Regions from separate parts of the Arachis hypogaea genome. Here region 2 is linked to region 1. Evidence: chromatin contacts called from public Hi-C data. All regions are on one chromosome and are shown on one strand. Each heading gives the region's core, a stretch centred on a gene start, on an enhancer-like site or on the middle of the called end of the contact. The rest is flanking DNA. Distances are from core to core; before and after follow the strand shown. Region 1 holds the start of LOC112783050. Region 2 holds the start of LOC112784252 (small ribosomal subunit protein eS12z).

Evidence for each region. A called contact is a pair of places that touch in the nucleus more often than the background predicts.
Region 2: a Hi-C map of leaf shows a contact between it and region 1, with 2.9 times the contacts expected there. The contact joins the promoter of LOC112784252 here to the promoter of LOC112783050 in region 1. A contact is called at or near these places in 2 of 8 Hi-C or Micro-C datasets (both in leaf).

What each region holds. Positions count from the first base shown.
Region 1 is chr20:101,541,955-101,547,601 of arahy.Tifrunner.gnm2.J5K5, reverse strand. LOC112783050 reads left to right here and starts at 2,051. Exons shown (of 16, transcript XR_003193272.3): 1 at 2,051-2,324; 2 at 2,465-2,599; 3 at 2,935-3,021; 4 at 3,128-3,199; 5 at 3,639-3,837; 6 at 4,186-4,304; 7 at 4,507-4,896; 8 at 5,003-5,137; 9 at 5,363-5,497.
Region 2 is chr20:101,777,908-101,783,931 of arahy.Tifrunner.gnm2.J5K5, reverse strand. It overlaps LOC112784252 (small ribosomal subunit protein eS12z), which reads left to right and starts at 4,342. Exons shown (of 5, transcript XM_025827407.3): 1 at 4,342-4,660; 2 at 4,924-4,967; 3 at 5,987-6,024. The coding sequence starts at 4,960.

The sequences.
Region 1 (5,647 bases), core at 802-3,301:
AGAATGGAATTGAATCTATGACATTCTTTTAGTTTAATTAACTAAGCCTTAAAATAAAAACTTTGAACTTTATTTTTGTTGATCTACGCAGCAGATAAAGAAAAAGTCTAGGGGCCAACAATTTTTGTGTTTTGTGGTCAGCACTTAACCATCAAGAGAAAAGTGAGTGATCTCCCACCATTAAATGTAATCTCACACCATTAAAAAGACTATTGATGGCCAATTGATGGTTACAAAACACAAAAATTGCTAGCCCCCTAGCACTCCTCGCAGATAAATCATGAGACAATTTTGATTTGTCTCATAAAACCAGAGAACAAAGCTAAATTTGAGAGGAAGAAGTTGACACGACCATATATTCTAGTTCAGTTGCCTTGTGCAATGCAACTTACATCTAGTCTCCACCACAACGTTGGTGGAATTTTCACTATAGTCTAAGTATTACATATACCGATTCCCTAAGACTCAACTTAATCCTATCTGGGCACACAAGCTTCAACATACACTTGACTTGGCTATGCTAATACCTAGACTCACCATACTAAATGTTTACCCAACTTAACAAGGGATACCTCTCAAGTACATGATACAAAACAGAAAATACAACCAAAAGAAATCTGAAATCGTTCTTAGCTTTTCTTTCAAGTATTTCTCTCAGCCTTTTTCACTCTATGGCTTTTTTTCAATGCCTCTCTTTCTTGCCTTTTATCTCACAAAGAAAATACAGAAAGATATACATTAAAACTGAAACACAAAACATTAAAATATGAAGGAGATGATGAATATGCAGCTTTGACTTTATGAATTGAACCCAACTTCTGAACTCATAACCTTGTTCTTCATCTTGGCGAAGTGTTCCCTTTAGTGTAGGTGCAATGCTTCCAAGACTTCAAACTCAGTAGTGAGGATTCACTCTTTGCTCTCTCTCGGGTTCTCTCTCCTTGTTCCAATTTCAGAATTAATTTTTTCTTTTGTATCTTATTTATTGTCACGGCTGAGTGTCCTCCAAACTCAAACCCTTGTTTCCTGAACCACATGTCATTATCTTCCTTTTTCCTTCAATCAACTCTAAAATTAGGAATTTTGACTCTGATTCTTGGCTTAACTGAGGAGCACAGAGCAGTAGGATTTTTGTTTACACAGTGACAGTCTCAAATCTAAATCATTAAAAATGTGCTTTGTCTTCAAGTAACAATTTTAGCCGTTGATTTACAGCAGAGATAATCAACCACCTTTTTCTTCATTTTTCTTTAAATGGCGTTGCAAAGAGTAGGAGAAGAAGTGAAGAAATCAACTTGAATGCAAAAAAAAAAATTATTTATCTTTAACCTCTGACTTAGTGTAATATGCTTTTGATTTGTTTGATTAAACTCTTACTTTTTTTTATGAACATTCTCTCACTTTTTTTTTTGGTGTATGTAAGCTTGAAGGTAAAGCGCTCTCTCTCTCGTGTGTTTACCCAAAGAGAACAAAGATGAGATTTAGCTTTCCTTTTGTTTCAATTTATATTGGGCTTGCCAATGAGTAATAGCTCAAATGGCATAGACTCCACATATTCAATTAAGAGGTTGTGGGTTCGAGTCTCCTATCTTTCCAAATTTAAGCCAATGAATAATAGTTCAAATGACATAATCTCCCCATACTCAATTAAAAAATTGTGGGTTCGAATCTCATATCTTTGGTAAAAAAAAAATTATATTGGGCTTAATTATGAATTTAATATCCATTCAGCATATTTGATTGCTTTGATTCATTTGTTTGGGCTGCTATATAGTTATTTGGACTTGTATCACTTAAATAAAATTAATATTATTCTTAACTCAACATGATTTAATATTTTTTTTTTTACATTTTTTTGTTTTTATTTAAAAAGTGGGATTTAGATCCTCTAAAGTTTGAAAGTGTGATTTTTCACTATTGATTTTATAGATGGGACCAGAAATAAATACAAAAGAGAAACTATTTAAAAATAGAAGATCATACTTTACTCTTTATAGTAAAATTCAAACTTTAGAGGATTAAAATCCTAAAAAGTGTACGATAAAAAATTACACTTTTAGGAGAGGAAAAAAGAACGAGAGGATTCGTTCCTACACATACCGGGAAAACGAAAATAGAGGGAAACAAGTAGAAGCACACCGACACTGGTAACTAGGATAGTAAACTAGTAAACTGCGCTGGTGTTGTAGAAAAAGATGGAAACTCTGAAGGCTGCGATTCCCGAAGGCCTGAAGCGCATGATCGGTGATAGCACCGTCGATGATCTTCGCGCCACCTCTTCCTCCCTCCACAGCTTCTTCCATCACTTCGAGCCCTTCCACCAGGTAAACATCCTCGCTCAACTCTACTCTATTCGTCACTCCTTTCCAACTAAAATTCCTAATTTTCTTTGCTTCGAATCTTCGATATCTGAACTTCCGATTAAACCCTAACGAACCGCAATTCAAACTTCTTCCTGTGTTAGTTACTCACTGAACTCGTGGATCCCAAGCATGCTCTCTGCGGCAAGAGCAAAGACGCTGCGCTCGAATCCAAGCAGCTCGGAAACCAGTGCTTCTCCAAAGGAAATTACGCCAACGCTCTTGATTTCTATACTCAGGTTTTTCTTTTCCTTTTTTTTTTTTTTTTTTTTTTTTTTGCTTTTTGTTTTCTTGTCACCGCAAATATTGGTTTAATAGTGTGCTATTGCTTCGCATGTTATAACATTTGGAGTTTCAGTGATAACTGTTCTCGCTTATTGAGAAAATATGTTAATCCTTTTCCAATTGAACTAGAATACTACGAATAATGTAAAAGGACGGATAAATACGATCCAGCATTCCATCTGTACATTGTTTTGGTCATGGAGTAAGTTTGAATACTAGTATATTGTTACTTGCTATTTATTTTTTAACGGTTCACTATAGTTTTTGTGTTCGCTAATATGAAATGTAGGCATTGCGAAAGGCACCTTTTGAGGATGGTGATATGGAAAATAATCTGGTTGCAACTTTGTATATCAATCGAGCTACTGTATTGCATGTAAGCTCCAATATTGTGCCACACTCACACGCACACTTTTTATTTATTTATTTTTTTGAAGGCTTGATATTGTGGTCAAGTATTTATTCCCGTAGGTTTCCTGCAGAAAATGAGTCTTTTGACAGAGTGTTTGCGAGATTGTACTCGTGCCCTTCAGATATGTCCAAGCAATGCAAAGGTGAAAATCAGCTCCGATGACCCATTTTTCATCATATTCTACTTTCTTTTTACATCATTACAGAGAGGGATGAATTTCTTGCATCTGTCTCAAGTTTATTTTTATGTGTAAAGTGCAATGAATGCTTTTCCATTAAATTATTTATTAGTAACTAAGAAGTATGATTAGCTTTACTTCTTGATGTATGCATATGGTTTTGGGCGATGGTTTATGAATAAGTATTGGAGATGTCTTCGGATTTGACTTACAAACATGATAATTGAGGTGTGATATAAAATGCTTTACTTCCTCATCCTAAAGATCAGTCTATGTTGATGCCAGTGAATGTTTAGGATTATGTGCTTCAATGTTTGATTAAGTGGATGTGACAATGATTATATATACATACTTAAATTGTAGTTTCCACTCTTCTTTCAATATCTTATTGTTTCGGCTGCAGGCATGGTACAGAAGAGGTAAGGCAAATGCTTCCCTGGGAAATTATAAAGATGCGATGTGTGACCTAAATATGGCTAAAACTGTGGAATCATCATTGAATGGGAAGAGACAAATAGAAAGTGAGCAGAAAAATATTTTTGACCAATGCAAGAGCACAAGCACAGTAAGACAACGTAAGGAGAACACCTTGACTACAGTGGGTAAGAAGCTTTCCTTGTCTACTTAAGCAGCAAGTTACAGTTGAAACTGTAAAGCTACTTGGTCAAGGTGATGTTAAGTTCAGTTTTCTAATATATGTACCATTGAACTATGTTCAAGTAAAAGAGGTATAAACCCTATAGATTAGTTTAAAAAAAATCAAAGACAAGAAACTGAAAGGAACTAGGGTTCAGTTATCACTTCAAGCAATGTGGCCAAGTTTCCATTCCCCCTGACCCTGCTATTTCATGTTGTTTTGCATCTGCTACCCCGGTGCACATGTATTCTGCACCAATGTATTTCTCTTTTTGAGATAGTAAGATGAAGATGGTGTAGTACATTTGTGGCAGGTGAGGTTCCCCAAGTAATGCTACAGTGTGTCGCCATACCTGAGAAAGGAAGAGGCATGGTATCATCAAATGACATTTCACCTGGTTCTTTGGCTCATAGTGAAGAACCTTATGCTGTGGTAATACACATTTTGCCTTATGTGCTATTTGTGTGGTATTAGGACATAGGGTTTACAGTCATTATGTTGTAAACATGAATCTCCTCACTTCTTAAGATCAATAGTTACTTTCCATTTTTAGTTTTGTATATTTATATTCCTTGAGTGGTGTAAACTTATTTTGGCAAGTTAACTTGTTAGTTTTTTTAATTCATAATTTCAGATAATATTAAAGCAATGCCGGGAAAGTCATTGCCACTATTGCTTGAATGACCTACCTGCTGATAGGGTACCCTGTAGATCATGTTCCGTACCACTGTATTGCTCCCAGCAATGCCAGACACAGGCTGGTGGGCAAGTCTTAAGGATTTTCCCAGAAGTTCACAGCATTATTGAGAAGTTACCCAGTGACCTTGGAGAGTATGCTGACAAAGTTATTCAAGGTCATGATTCCAAATGTGAAACTGAGAATATCACTGAACATAAGCATGAATGTCATGGTGTAAATTGGTCTGCAGTACTGCCATCAGAGGTGGTTTTAACTGGCCGAATACTGGCAAGGTTTTTACTAGAGAGGACATCAGAAAATATTACGTACTTTGTGGAGAAGCTGGTAGGTATTAAATGCAAGCAGGTGTTTTTTCAGAACAGCTGATTGTGTTGTTAACTTGTGATCTTATTGCAGCTGGCTAACTATGGCTTCTATACTTCTTGTGCAGGAGCTTTCCCATTGTTATGAACATATGCTGCCTGAAAGCAAATTGGATACACATATATATTCCATTGTGTTATTATATTGTCTTAACCGCTCTTGTGGAGCTGCATTGTCCATTGACGAAGTCACCATTTCCCAGGTTGGTTAGGAAATCCTTTTTGTGCATGCACACTGCTGCATATGCATGTCTATTAATACTTCCGTCAGCAGCAGAACCATCATTAATCATGTATTTAACAGTATTTTTGCAAAATTTGATGGTGAAAGTGCTTCTTGCAGAAATCAACTTTTCTATATTTTCTCATGATTGAATCATTTAGCTCTCGTATTCAAATTTTATGTAATTTTTTGTCTGACAATGCAGGTTGTTATAATTATTTCTCAAATGAAAGTGAATTGTATGACTGTTGTTCGTTTAAAATCAAAAGATGCTTGCGGACTATCCAATCAGTTTGGAGATTTTCCATCCTGTCCATACTTAACTAGTAACGTGGAACAGGTATTTGTTTTCTGTCCTTATCTTTTATTGGAATATTTCTCCTTATATAAGACATTTTTTAAGCTTGTGCTGTATTTAATTATGAATATCACTGCAAATTCTACTATTACAGTATAGACATTGTTGGTGGTAATAATTATCCCTGGTGAT
Region 2 (6,024 bases), core at 3,093-5,592, 230 kb before region 1:
TAGAGTTATTGGAGCAACTCCCAATTTCAACCACTGCTTTATTTGACAGCTCAAGCGTTACCAATTACTTAACCAAAGCGAAAAAGGAAAATTCTAAATTAAATCAAAAGCATTCATGTAAATAAAGCAAAGCAAAATTAAATCTGAAAATACCTCAAATTGCATTAATAAAAGAAATCAAATCTAACATGAATATTCATAAATTAATTGGGAAAATAAATAAAAGAAATATTGAACCTGTGATTGAAGTTGTAAGTTGAAATAATAAAGTTGAAATCCTAATCCTAATCCCAATCCTAAGAGAGAGGAGAGAACCTCTCTCTCTAAAAACTACATCTAAAACTAAAATTGTGAATTATGAGAGCTTCCTTATGAATGGATGCATTCCCCCACTTTATAGCCTCTAATCTATGTATTCTGGGCTGAAAACTGGGTCAAAAACAGCCCAAAAATTTCTCCCAGCGATTTCTGTTATGTTCAGGTCGCGGGAAGGTGACGCGGAGGCGTCGTCCACGCGTTCGCGCGGATTGCAATTCGCAGATACGATGCGGGCACGTCATTCACGCGTTCGTGTCACCTAACGTTGGGGCAGCTATGGCAAATTTTATTTCAAATCGAAGCCCCGGACGTTAGCTTTCCAACACAACTGAAACCGCATCATTTGGACCTCTGTAGCTCAAGTTATGACCATTTGAGTGCAGAGAGGTCAGGCTGGACAGCTTTAGCAGTTCCTTCAGTTTCTTGTATTCCTTCCACTTTTGCATGCTTCCTTTCCATCCTCTAAGCCATTCCTGCCCTGTAATCTCTGAAAACACTTAACACACATATCAAGGCATCTAATGGTGATAAGATAGGATTAATATTAGCAATATAAAGGCCAAAGAAGCATGTTTTCAATCATAGCATAAAATCAGGAAGGAAAACATAAAGCATGCGATTAGTATGAATAAATGGGTAAAGAGTTGATAAAAACCACTCAATTAAGCATAAGATAAACCATAAAATAGTAGTTTATCAGTTAGTCATTAAGATTAGGAATACCAATTTTTGACAAGACAAGGAAGGAATTAAGGATACCTATTAACTAATCGATACATTGCAATCGGAAAGGTTATTGGGAGTCTCGAGTGAAGGCAGCATCTCGGGTAAAAAAAATAACAACCACGAGATATAGAGCAAGGATGTACGTGATGTTGGATAGGAAAAAAGATAATTGGATGGTGTCAAAATTAGAATTGAAGCATATCCACCCATGTTCTGCTAAGAAATCGGTCCATTACCACAAGTACAAAGAACTGACCATACATTCCAAGTGTGTGATTGATGACAACGATGAGGCTGCATATGGCCTAACAAGACCTACCTCACACTGGCAAATGATGTTAGTAGGTCGTCGAATTTGAGTTACTCAGAAAAGGACGTGAGGAATTACATTACAAGCAATCTCCACTGTCCTAATGATAACGCGGATGTTAAAGAAATCTTGAGCTATTTTTTGCGAATGAAAGAGATCAACTCGAATTTCTTTTATGCAGTAGATATCGACAAAGCTAACAAGTTTAGGAGTGTGCTTTGGGTAGATACAAGGTGCAGGGCGTCGTACGAATATTATAGAGACATGGTGTCGGTTGATACAACATGCATGAGAAATAACTATGTGTGTGTTTGTGTCTCTAGTGAAAGCTTTTCTGTTTTGAAATTATCGCGAGTTCTTACTTGTAGCTATTTTTCTTGCAGGCATGGACTACCGTTTGCATCTTTTGTTGGTGTTAGCCATCATGAGAAGTCCACTCTACTTGACAATGCTTTGCTTGGGAATGAGTAAATCCCTAACTTTGAGTGAGTATTCACGCAACGGGTTAAATGCATGGGAACTGCCCCACAAGGTGTCATCACGAACTAGTGCAAGGCCATGTTTGGTGCTATTAGGAATTTCTTTCCAAATACTCGTCACCGATGGTGCATATGGCACATATTAATGAAGATACCGGCTAAACTCAGAGGATACACTCGGTACAGAGAAATACATGCTAAAATGACTGCCATTGTATGGAATGCTTGGTCTATGAAATCTTTCGAGAAGGATTGGGCTGGATGAATTGAGGTCATAACAGATGACTATCTATATCAAGTTTAGTTTTTGTGTTACGTTTTGTCATGTGCTTGTATGCTCTTTTTGGGGAGTAGATTCTTTGTAAAGCCTTTTTCTGATTATACTAGATTTTTGGTTCCATTTTCATCGGATGGATTATAACTCATTTGGATATTTTATTGGATATCTCTTTTTCATGTTCGATGGATGTTTCTTTTCCTAAGTCAATAGATGTTTGTGATGATGTAGCTAAGTGTTCATGATAGTGCTTTTCACATTTTTGTTTTTGTAGACCTTTATGACGATCGACGAATATGGGTGGTTGTGTACTAAAAATATAAACCTTTTTTGTACATAAATAATTTTAAGAATGACCTACAATATGGTCAAACAAGAGTCAAGTTCCTCCTAAAGGTATTGGGTAAAAGGATAGAACCCAAAAAGAGCACCTTGAGGAGTTGAATTTCTCTTCAGTGTGAACTAAATTGGTGGAAATGGATTGGTTGGATTTGGAGTGTAAAGAGTGTCATCTAGTTGAAAGAAAACCAAACAAGATGTCCCTTCACTAATGTCACATGTCATAAGCTTTAGTTTAACTTGTGAAAATCAACTTCCTCCATTGAACAGTTGAAAAGACTTGAAGTGACGGGAATATCCAAAAATATTTAGGATAAAAAGAGTAGGTCTAACATCAGACTATAACCATTGGATAATAGATTTCTTTTTCATTATGATTTTACACTATAAAAAGACCTCAAACCACCTCTTTAAGGGGACCTTCGACTTTCTTTTTAGATTCTGAAGCTGAGAAGCTAAAAAACCCCATCTTTTTCTCTCCCCAAAATTTCTCTCATTGTTCTTCATTTCATTCATCACCTTCACAAGTAAAAACTGGCATTCAGGTGTTCCATCAAAATACTCGATAACCATTAGCCAACCCCTGTCCACTTTAAATAAAGCACATTCATCCTCTTGTGACATTAGTGGAGGTCTCAACACTTGTTCTCCACCTCTATTTCTCATTATTAGTTCTTGTATTGCTTATTTGTCATTAATAGAAGTGTTTTTCTCATAAGTATACTTGTCTCGAATCTCTCATCTTAACCATTATTTTTCACTTAATCTATTTTTCATAAAACTTACTCGAATCAATGTGTTTCAATATTTTTCCAAGGTAAATTTTGGACAGATATGAGGAGTACTCAAAGAGTGAAAGTATGCACGCTTTTTACGGGATTTTAACATTCCAACCGTGGATTGGTTCAGTTCGTGCATGAGTATGATAATGTGCTGGGAACAAGGAGCAAAAAGAACTGGAGGATGATGCTACAGACTCTAAAGGAGTTATTCCCTATTCATCCAGCTATACAATTGAAAAACAATTTCAACAGGAGTACACAAGCTCTATGTTTAGGGAAGTCCAACAGGAATTCAAGAAAAAAGGCAATTGTTTATTTTGACACAAGAGGGTGATTCGTTTTGTGTGGACGTGGATGAGCGATACCTACTTTTTGGGGAGTCTAGGTACTGCACCAACAGTGTTGATTTTGACCCTTTAACACATAAGGTTTGGTGCGAGTGCAACATGTTTGAATCAAGAGGTATACATTGTTGCCATTACCTTGCTGTGTTTTCATATTACAGAGTAGATATAGTATCATCTTGTTATGTTCTTTCTCGATGGAGCAAAAATGTACCGCGCAAGCACACTTACATCAAGAGCAACTATGTCGTATCGATCGGATGAAAGCCATAACTTATTCAGAGGATTGTGTTCATATTTCTTTAATGTTGCCCAAAATTTCGTGACCTGTAACGAAGAAGCGGCCATGTTGCATTCGGCTCTTGATGATGTCAGAGCCAAGTCAGTTGATTATCATGCCAACTTGGGATCCAAAAGTGTTGTTGGTACACAGAACAACATGGCCACACAGTATGAGTGCGTGGTTAGTCCAGACGACATTCAAGGTCTTTCAAAAGTGGCAACTAAGGGTTGGTCGATATCGAAGAGGTTTGGAGCTAAATTGGATAGATCGATCAAGAAATATATACAAAGAAGAAAGAGAAATACACCTTTAATATGTGTTTAGCATTAGTTAATTTTGGATTCTTTGTTGATATGGATTTATGGATGAAATTGACTTATTTACCTTTTGCATGATGATTTTTTTTAGGAAAATGATGTAGCACCTACTCGAAATGTAGTGGTCAATTCTATTGTTATAACGAATGAATTATAAGAACATAGCGGATTCGTGTCTTTGTTAAACTCGTTTGGAAATAGTTTGAAGAGTTTTGATTAGGAACTTGTAAAGATAAGTACTTTGGTTTTTGGATATTTTCCTTTTTTTTTATACAGAAAACTTAATTCCTTAACTATTCTAGCCGCCTTTAAACATTAAAAATTAAGGAAAAAAATATTTGGGTGTGGCCCGTTTGTCCAAAAAAGAAAAAAAAAGACCAAAAAGAAATTGCTCCCCCTCCCAAAGAATAAGAACGTTTAGGGTTTTTGCGTTTTTCTCTGTGGCTCACTGGAAACTCGTTCGGCACCTATTCATCGTCCTCCAGGTATTCCTTCCCTCTCCCTGTTGCCAATTCGTTCGTGTTCTGTTATTTCATCGTTTATTTCTTCAAATATATTGTCTCATTGTAACGTAGCTTTTTCTCATGCGATGATTTTCTTGTCAAGTCCTAAATGAGTAGCTGGTACTATCGTATGTTTGTACTGTCAATGTTTATTCTGCGGAAATTACGAAAATATTTGCTGTAAAGCTTCGTAGCACAAGATCTGATTTTTCGGTATATTATTGTTGTTTTGTTTCCCTGTACAGTGAAGAAGAGATTGCTCTTTTTTCCTATCAACAAGGATGTCTGGGTATGTTCCATTTTATTTATCTCATGTCTTATTTATTCAATTTTCTTTCCCGTATGGTTCTTAATGCCGTGCTGTTGTTCATATTATGCTTTGCATACTGCTTGCAATCTAATTGACTTGAAAACTCAACACGATAAACTAATTTTTAGTATTGGATCAGAATTTTTTTTTGGGTCAATATATGGAAAATTTGGGACATAATGGAGTAGCATTTTTTTCTTCAAATTGACACTCTTGACGGGGAATATAGGTTTTTTTTTTCCCTCTGTTCATAATCATGAATAAATAGTTCTGTCAATTTAACTTCATCCCTTATGGAATTGGCTTTAAAAGTTAAGTCCCACATGATTTGATTAGTCTTTTGCATTGTATTTTTTTAATTCTCTATGTGCTAAGTTAGCTATTTTAGGTTGTTGTAGTTATCATGATTCTTCTATTTGTATGTTGAGTAGCTTACCGGCCACCGCTGACAAACCATTTCTTTTATTTGATTAAGCTACTATTTTGGTCTCCAAAAGATTCAATTTTTGACAAAATGGTCTTTGAAAGAAAAATGACATTTTGATTCTCCAAAAATATCCCAATTTGCCAAAATACTCCAAATATAGGGAGTGACACAGTATTTTGCAAGCCTAATTAGAAAAACGAGATTTCTCCATTTTTCAAATTTATTGGTTTTATGCTAAGTGAATTTATTTTGGGCCATTATTCTTTTGTGAATGGTAAAAAAAAAAAAAATTGGGAAAAGGATTCTAGAGATTGAATTTTTCTTCGATTATTTGTATGTACTTTCTAAATAATTTTTCAAATGTTCCAATAAAAAGTTGAATCAAATGCACGGGCTATTTGCCACTTATGGAGAAAATAGCTTATTTTGTCAAACTGAAATCATCTCTGGGGAGCCAAAATGTCATTTTTCTTTTCTCTTTCAGAAGGGTCATTTTGTCAAAACTTAAATTTTTTGAAAGCCAAAATGGTAGTTATTTGATACCCTTTTTTATCATACTCTTAATCTGCAGTGAAGAAGGTCCTGTTGTGGCAGCTGAGCCAGCAGCTC